2 separate regions of the Xenopus tropicalis genome follow, and region 2 is linked to region 1. Evidence: chromatin contacts called from public Hi-C data. All regions are on one chromosome and are shown on one strand. The core of a region is the stretch at or near the end of the contact, and the rest is flanking DNA. Distances in the headings are between cores, read along the strand shown.

Region 1 (4,536 bases), core at 810-3,309:
AATGGAAGCCAGTTTGACCACTCCCCCTTTTTAAACCACACCCACTTAAAATCACACCCATGTTATGACATGAGCTTTTAAGACTATACCTACATTAATGGTGGTAGTGCAGCAAAACCCCAAATGGTTGGTGCTCACTGTAGGGCTATCACCCTTATTTCATATGTGAAAGAATTATATTATGCCATATTAAGACACAACCTTAAATCCATATGCCTCCTCTTCCCCTGTGGATAGCACAGCAACCCTCAGTACATAATTACACACCTTAGGGACCATATAATGACTATTTTCAAATGCTAACAAACTCCCAGAACAAACCCCTGCCAGGTTCACCTCCCACAGGCAGCATAGGGCAGACAGAGTATGGCACACACAGGCAGCATAAGGCAGGCAGAGTATGGCAAACACATGCAGCATAGGGCAGGCAGAGTATGGCACACACAGGCAGGGTAGGCAGAGTATGGGACACACAGACAGCATAGAGCAGGCAGAGTATGGCACATCAGGCTAGGCTCGATCAATCGATTGCCACATAGTTGATGCATCTCCTGATACTTTCCCCCGGCATTGCCGTATCGCCTTTGTTCAAATGACAGGAAGCCGAGTTTAATAGGTATTTTCTTCTAAAGCATTCAAAATAACAAATGGTTTTCAGGATAGGGCAATTATAGGGGATGGGTAGAATAGATTTTTTAGTTAAAAATTTTTAGTGTTACTTTTCCTTTAACACAAGAAAACACAGGGGTTATCCCTGTTTTGCATTCAATTTCTTCATATGGTCGGGGCGCTGCCCTCCTTTACTCCATAGCACCAGGGAGAACTATTCTGAGAGGCCAGGTATGCATGTGGTTTTTCATTTTTGAGTGACACAACAACAAATAAACACAGGGGCTCACCTGCCCGAGGGTTGTCCGGATTCTTGTCTGGATGGCAAGTTAGCGCTTTCTGTCTGTATGCTTTCTTAATCTTCGTAGTTCAGCAATACATAAAGGTTAATAAAAGACCATAATTAATTGACTGCTAAAAATATACAGTAAAACAAAAAGTAAAAAAAAAAAAAATTTAAACTTATTCACCCATATTATATAAATATGGAAATATGCTTTTTTACAGCTCAGAGCTTGGGCTACAAATCTGCATGCAAGCCCAATAAGAACCACCTGATATATTAAATCTTATATTTCCCCATTACACACTCCCCTGCTTCACTGCCCTCAGTGCTAATTGTCAGTACTGCCCTGCAGCCCCAGATACCCCTCACCAACTCACCCTATCCCTCCTCTGCCTCCATAACTGCCCTTCAATAAAGACACAAGTTAGAAAATGTACTGTGTAATTCACTGCTGGCTGCATAATTAAATCTATGGCGTCACACAACAGATATATTTCATAAGAATCTCTCTATAAATTTTAAAATGTGTGTGTGTGTGTATATATTATATATATATTTAACTTTTAAATGGGGGTCACTGACCACAACAACCAAAAAATTATTGCTCAGTGAAGCTACAGTTTTATTTTTATAAATTACTTATAAACAAACCAGCCATTCATTCAAACCACTCCCTGGCTGCTAAGGTAATTTGGACCCTAGCAACCAGATAGCTGCTGAAACACCAAACTGGAGAGCTGCTGAACATAAAAAAAACTAAAAAACTACAAATAAAAAACAAAGACCAATTGCAATTTATCTCAGAATATTACTCTACATCATACTAAAAGTTTAGTTTTCTCAGCGGTGATCATGCGCTTTAAAGCGTCTGCACTTTGATGCAAAAAATCTCATACAGCAGGGTACCCAGCCAATTTAATGATATAATATCCAGCATGAAGCAAATTTTAGCAATGCACATTATCCCCCGTAAGCCATATGTATGCATTCTATCCCTGTTATTACCTCTTTCGCTGTTGCATCAGGCCCCACTCCCAGCAGCCCGTACAGGTCCATCTGGAGTAATTCCTTAGAAGCCTTTCCAGAAGACATTTTTCCTCTATTCCTTTTCGACTTCCACACTAGATAGAAAAGGTGCCTAGTTTTTCATTTATTTTTGCCATTAGGGAAAGGTCGCTCTTCCTGTTTCGGGATTTGTAGTTTGTTTTTTTTCTCTCACATTAGTCAACGCAACTAGATTTTATAATACGGAACTACGTTTCCCACTAAACACCGCGCGTCGCCATGTAAAAAAAACCCACAAAGCAAATCACCGCCGCTGCGCGTTGCATTAAGGGAAATGTAGTGTACAATTTAACGCCAGGCGTGTTAAGTTGAAGTATGTGAACTACGATTCCCAGGGTGCTATTATTCAAAAAATACTTCCTGAACCATGGGGTAGAAGGATCATACAGTGTCAAAATAAAAGAATAAAATATATCGCTGCTGCATTCAGTTGTAATCAAGCCCGATTGAGAGGGGACTTTGCTGTTGTGGGTATATATTCATTAGTAAAGTATGTATTGCATATAGTAATAAAAATGTATATATCATACACTTTTTCTATGAAAGCTCCTTTGTGTTATAGTATTATTGTATCCTACCTTTGCCTCCTTTAGACTGTTAAGATCATCAGGACTCACTGTATTCATTTTAATTCATAATTATATATTGCCATTGACAGCCTCCTGAAAAGTAGATAGAAATGTGTTTTTTAGTTTCTCATATCAGTTTTTTTTATATTTATTTCAACAGATAAGCAACATGGATAGAAGGTGTTTTGGCTGTGCTTCCAAGTTCTCCATCTTCAAGAAAGAGGTGCCTTTTAGATTATTATTATTATTATTTATATAACGCCATCAATTTATGCAGCGCTTTACAGAATACACATTAATTAGGAATAGTATGATAAATGTATGTTTGGATATCCAACCCATCTTTATATAGAATGGGTCCTAGTGTTGTAGGGGACTGTAGTCCTAAAAACAGTGTAAGGGCTCTGGCACACGGGGAGATTAGTTGCCCGCGACAAATCTCCCTTGTCACGGGCGACTAATCTCCCCGATCTCCCCGAACTTCGTCCGCAACGAATCACCCTGTTCGCGGGCGACTAATCTCCCAGAACTACCATCCCACCGGCAAAAAAGTAAGTCGCCGGTGGGATGGCACACGCTGCGCAGGCGATTTCGGCAAATCACCGAAGTTGCCTCGCGAGGCATTTTTGGCGATTTGCCGAAATCACCTGCGCAGCGTGTGCCATCCCACCGGCGACTTACTTTTTTGCCGTTGGGATGGTAGTTCGGGGAGATTAGTCGCCCGCGAACAGGGTGATTCGTCGCGGACGACTAATCTCCCCGTGTACCAGAGCCCTAAATAGGGGAAATAAAGTCATCAATGTGTCTGAATCCCTTTAAGATCTTTAAGTAAATTATGTAAATTGTAATCTAATTTTGATTTGTTTCTTGTTTTAGTGTGGTTGCAAGTCCTGTGGGCATTCATTCTGTGGCAGTTGCTTGGGTTTTAGTGCAGTACTCCCCCAGTATGGGAACACCAAACAGAAAGTCTGCAGGCGTTGCCATGAAACAATCAGCAGGTGAGCTGTACTCTCTGTCAGTAGTCAGATATCCTTACTCCTATATAACACTACACATTTTACACAATACCTTAAGCTTGCTTTTATGTGGGCCTTGTTGGTGTTCTATGTGTGGAAGACATTCCAATATGTGAGAAAAGTATGGAGCCACTTCTCATGGTGATGGGTTTACAGCACCTAATCATTGTTCAGGACAGGGACCAACTTTATTTTTAACAGTTTTTTTATTTTTGGCTTTGGACATAAAGGGGAGGGGTGGATACATCAGACCTAAAAGCAATGCCATGCGATTTATATACCAGTATAGAGTAACTATCTGTTAACCAGTAAATAGATAAGGACCTATTGCCCGAGGGAACAATAACCAAATCCTCACGTTTTGCCCAGTCAGCTTTCTGCTGACAGTGCTACCAATGTGAAATACCCAAACTTGTCCAAAATAAATGTGTGCGTTTTAATAAAATACCACTCCCACATGCACAGAAAATACTAAAACGGAAACTCTCTCGATATAAGTCACAGGAATAGCAATGTTTGTAGGTCAATATCATTGCCTTAATTATGTTTTGTGGCTTCTAGATTAAATGAATTGGCTGTACCTACCTAAGTGTATGAGCTAAATGTAGACTTCCCTTAAAGCACTAAGAGACCACATTTCCATAATATGTAATGGATCAGATAGTACCAGATCTGGACTGGAATTCAAAATAGGCCCTGGCATTTCCAGGACACAGGGGCCCCACCAGCCCAATAAATAGTGACTGCCTATGGCATCTTACAGCAGCCCCTCTGGCTTTTGCCAGAATCCACTGATTGCCAGTCCAGGCCTCATTATTGCTATGTCTATGTAAACTGGAATTATAAATGTAATAGCTGATCCCCTGAAGAATACAAAGATAGCTTCTTTTGCCAGAAATTATTTTTGTAGTAGACTCAAATAATACAGTGATCATGGCAGAAAAACTATTTTGATATGTTCTTGTCTTTAAAGTTAGTTGTGTTACAGGTA
Region 2 (4,536 bases), core at 810-3,309, 160 kb after region 1:
GAAATTGGGTTGGGTGCCCATTTTCTGTTTTAGGATAGGAGAGTTCATTTAATAGGGTAAAATTTGGGCTGAACAGTTACTTTTGTTTTAAATATTCTTGTTACCTTTAGGTTTATGTGCTCCAACCCGGTCCAAGGAAAGTCTCCCATAGGGCTCAATGGCACTCTGCAGCTCCAACCCGGCCCAAGGAAAGTCTCCCATAGGGCTCAATGGCACTCTGCAGCTCCAACCCGGCCCAAGGAAAGTCTCCCATAGGGCTCAATGGCACTCTGCAGCTCCAACCCGGCCCAAGGAAAGTCTCCCATAGGGCTCAATGGCACTCTGCAGCTCCAACCCAGCCCAAGGAAAGTCTCCCATAGGGCTCAATGGCACTCTGCAGCTCCAACCTGGCCCAAGGAAAGTCTCCCATAGGGCTCAATGGCACTCTGCAGCTCCAACCCGGCCCAAGGAAAGTCTCCCATAGGGCTCAATGGCACTCTGCAGCTCCAACCCAGCCCAAGGAAAGTCTCCCATAGGGCTCAATGGCACTCTGCAGCTCCAACCCGGCCCAAGGAAAGTCTCCCATAGGGCTCAATGGCACTCTGCAGCTCCAACCTGGCCCAAGGAATGTCTCCCATAGGGCTCAATGGCACTCTGCAGCTCCAACCCGGCCCAAGGAAAGTCTCCCATAGGGCTCAATGGCACTCTGCAGCTCCAACCCGGCCCAAGGAAAGTCTCCCATAGGGCTCAATGGCACTCTGCAGCTCCAACCCGGCCCAAGGAAAGTCTCCCATAGGGCTCAATGGCACTCTGCAGCTCCAACCCGGCCCAAGGAAAGTCTCCAATAGGGCTCAATGGCACTCTGCAGCTCCAACCCGGCCCAAGGAAAGTCTCCCATAGGGCTCAATGGCACTCTGCAGCTCCAACCCGGCCCAAGGAAAGTCTCCCATAGGGCTCAATGGCACTCTGCAGCTCCAACCCGGCCCAAGGAAAGTCTCCCATAGGGCTCAATGGCACTCTGCAGCTCCAACCCGGCCCAAGGAAAGTCTCCCATAGGGCTCAATGGCACTCTGCAGCTCCAACCTGGCCCAAGGAAAGTCTCCCATAGGGCTCAATGGCACTCTGCAGCTCCAACCTGGCCCAAGGAAAGCCTCCCATAGGACTGAATGGCACTCTGCAGCTCCAACCTGGCCAAAAGATAGTCACTATACCAAAGCTTGAATGAATTCCAAAATGGTCGTAGTCTTTACAAAAAATACGACTTTTTGTGGAAGTTAACGAAAACCACAATAAAGTAGTGGAATTTTAACTCAATTATCGTGGACATTACGAAAAGTTCTAGAAGTTAGAAAAAAATACGATTTTTTTTTCAAAAAAACCTGGTTTAATTACTTGGTTTTGTGGTTTAATAAATGGGCCCCTAACTTTGGGCACCTTCCCATTAGCGACTCACATTACTGCTGGCGGGAAAGCATAGCAGAGATCATGGGCAACTAGGCTTCCTATTGGATATAAGCCTTAGAACAACTTATATATGTTATATCATTATATATATTATAGTATTATATATATTAATATATTATATTAGTATATATTATATATATTGTTATAGAAATATAAATCTGGTCTATGCACTTTTCATTTGGGATTACCACCTGGCTAGTAAAAATTATAGTCTATACAAAACTTTATCATACCTACGTTTTAAAACATAGATATAAAAAAGTATGATGAAATTATAATTAATGCAGCAGAAGTCCAGCCCTTTGCGTTTATGATGAAGGGAAGGCTATACTGCCCCTCATTTGGTACTTTTCTTTGAAACACAACTGGCACTATTTCTTTTCACGTCGAAGAAACTAAACTCGCATAAAGTCATAACTGCAACATGTAATTATGGCTGAGTAGCAGATAATAAACACAGTAGGAGCCGGCACCTAAGGGCCAGAAGCCACAGCAACGTCACATGACCTACGGCACCGGAAGCGAGCTGGGCGCTGTGAGAGATCATGTGATCTGCGCTATACCGGAAGCGGAGTGCGGCAGCTGACAGGTTGTAGGCTTCCCATGCCAGAGTCTTGCAATGGCCTCGATATTAGAGCAGTATGAGAATGACTTGTCCCAGGCTAGCCTCTCCAACCAGGGCCGGAGCCCGGATATCCCGCTGTCTGGTAAGGAACAGTATATACAGGCATGGGTTATGGGAGAAAGCGGGGGCACGGCTGGAGGCGGGGGTGAAGGGGGACCTGCCCATACATTTCCCTGAGCCCGCTGGCAGAGCTAGTGAGAGGGGCGCTGGGCCGGTATTAGGGCAGTGAGAGGGGCGCTGGGCCGGTATTAGGGCAGTGAGAGGGGCGCTGGGCCGGTATTAGGGCAGTGAGAGGGGCGCTGGGCCGGTATTAGGGCAGTGAGAGGGGCGCTGGGCCGGTAATAGGGCAGTGAGAGGGGCGCTGGGCCGGTATTAGGGCAGTGAGAGGGGCTCTGGGCCGGTATTAGGGCAGTGAGAGGGGCGCTGGGCCGGTATTAGGGCAGTGAGAGGGGCGCTGGGCCGGTATTAGGGCAGTGAGAGGGGCGCTGGGCCGGTATTAGGGCAGTGAGAGGGGCGCTGGGCCGGTATTAGGGCAGTGAGAGGGGCGCTGGGCCGGTATTCGGGCAGTGAGAGGGGCGCTGGGCCGGTATTCGGGCAGTGAGAGGGGCGCTGGGCCGGTATTCGGGCAGTGAGAGGGGCGCTGGGCCGGTATTCGGGCAGTGAGAGGGGCGCTGGGCCGGTATTCGGGCAGTGAGAGGGGCGCTGGGCCGGTATTAGGGCAGTGAGAGGGGCGCTGGGCCGGTATTCGGGCAGTGAGAGGGGCGCTGGGCCGGTATTCGGGCAGTGAGAGGGGCGCTGGGCCGGTATTCGGGCAGTGAGAGGGGCGCTGGGCCGGTATTCGGGCAGTGAGAGGGGCGCTGGGCCGGTATTTGGGCAGTGAGGGTGTTTTGGCAGGGCATGAAGCTAAATCAAAGGGACTCCAAGTATAAACCGTAAATAAAGATGTGCGTAACAAGATATTATGTTCCTGTATATCTATGGTATGTTCGGATGGCGATGCCCTGCAGCTTTCAGCCCCCCCCCCTTAGAAGTAGCTCTGTGTGTCTTCATCCTTAGGGTATTGACACACGGGGAGATTAGTCTCCAGTCATAAATCTTCGCTATTGCAGACGACTGACATTTCTTAATAAAATGTCTATACAGTATTACACATTGTTTTTAGGTAAAGCTATGGGCTCTTTTATCTAGATCTTTGATATTCAGAAAACTCCCATAGAATCCATTTTAAGCAAATCATTTATATTAAAATTAAATTATTTGCCTTACCTCATCTGGTAAGGCATTATAATATTTTTTGGGGGGGGCTGTGGATGCATATCCGGTTTTAGACTGTATTTTTGATCTTTTCGTACAAAGCTTTCCTGATAGACTATCATTAAATACTTTTCCCACTTTTTCTCATTTCCAGGTTATGTAAATGCTCGTCTAGAGAAAGAAATGCCCATATTTAACAAGCAAAGGATTGATTTCACCCCTCCGGAGAATATCAACAGCCTGTTTGTGTGTAGTAACCAGCTGTGTATGAGCTTGGGAAAAGACTCCATTCTGAGGTAAAGCTATGATTAGTTGTTCTTCCCCATACATGCAAGGCCACTGGTACACTGGACATTTAAAGAGAATAGGGAACTTACAGCATTTAGACCACAATTCTCTTTGAGGAGTCGGGCATGATCAAAAATAAACCTCTCCTTCTACCCTAAATCAGAAGCTCGGAATTTGTTCCCATGTCTTTAAATCTAAAATTTCAGGAGTCAAGACTAACAAGAATATTTAGTTCACCCTTTTGTGTGTTGAGGGCCTAAAAGTAACTGCAGAAACAAAAGAATTACAGAATAGATAATAGTGGGCATTTGTGAATATTGAGAACTGTACAGGGCCATCATGAGTAATTGTGAGAAGCCAAACTAGTAAGTTAGCAGGACATTCTTTTGAGGGGGGATGCGGGGACCCAGTCTTCGGAGCCCCCTGGACGGTGGACTTCACCAAGTAATATAATGGGACGCCAGTGAAAAAAATTCCCTGCTCACCTGTTTCATTCTGCCATATTATACCAAAACTCCAACCCATTCTCTGCTTAAACTCCACCCCAATCCATTTGACACAGAAATCTTATCTTTGCATCTCTTGGGCTCCCCTCTCTCACATCCCCCACTGGCAGCCCTAGAATTGTGCAGAGCAGATACATGTGCTGTGCAATTCAGACAAATTACAGTGATGTGCTGAGCTAAGTACTGGTAACTTTTTTTTGTTGTGTTACAGTGCATTAAATGTATATAGAATGATTTCAGAGTAGAAAATAATAACTGGTTACTTTTTATTGTTCCTGTAGAATAGATTTGATGAAAGCAGACCAGCCCAATCAAGTGGACCTAGGGCGTAAAGATGATTTCAGAGTCCATAAGATTTTCTTGGATCCCACAGGTAGGTAAATATGCAGTGGGCTTTATCTCAAGCATTTTACTTTTGTG

Evidence for each region. A called contact is a pair of places that touch in the nucleus more often than the background predicts.
Region 2: a Hi-C map of tailbud embryo shows a contact between it and region 1, with 2.5 times the contacts expected there. The contact joins the promoter of vps18 here to the promoter of dnajc17 in region 1. A contact is called at or near these places in 3 of 5 Hi-C or Micro-C datasets (brain, neurula embryo and tailbud embryo).

The regions. Positions count from the first base shown.
Region 1 is chr8:115,161,948-115,166,483 of UCB_Xtro_10.0, forward strand. dnajc17 (DnaJ heat shock protein family (Hsp40) member C17) reads right to left here and starts at 2,060. Exons shown (of 11, transcript NM_001017233.2): 1 at 1,901-2,060; 2 at 900-969. The coding sequence starts at 1,987. It overlaps zfyve19 (zinc finger FYVE domain containing 19), which reads left to right and starts at 2,347. Exons shown (of 12, transcript NM_001123487.1): 1 at 2,347-2,431; 2 at 2,690-2,752; 3 at 3,406-3,527. The coding sequence starts at 2,699.
Region 2 is chr8:115,324,193-115,328,728 of UCB_Xtro_10.0, forward strand. It overlaps vps18 (VPS18, CORVET/HOPS core subunit), which reads left to right and starts at 2,060. Exons shown (of 5, transcript NM_001127982.1): 1 at 2,060-2,150; 2 at 3,477-3,618; 3 at 4,398-4,489. The coding sequence starts at 2,063.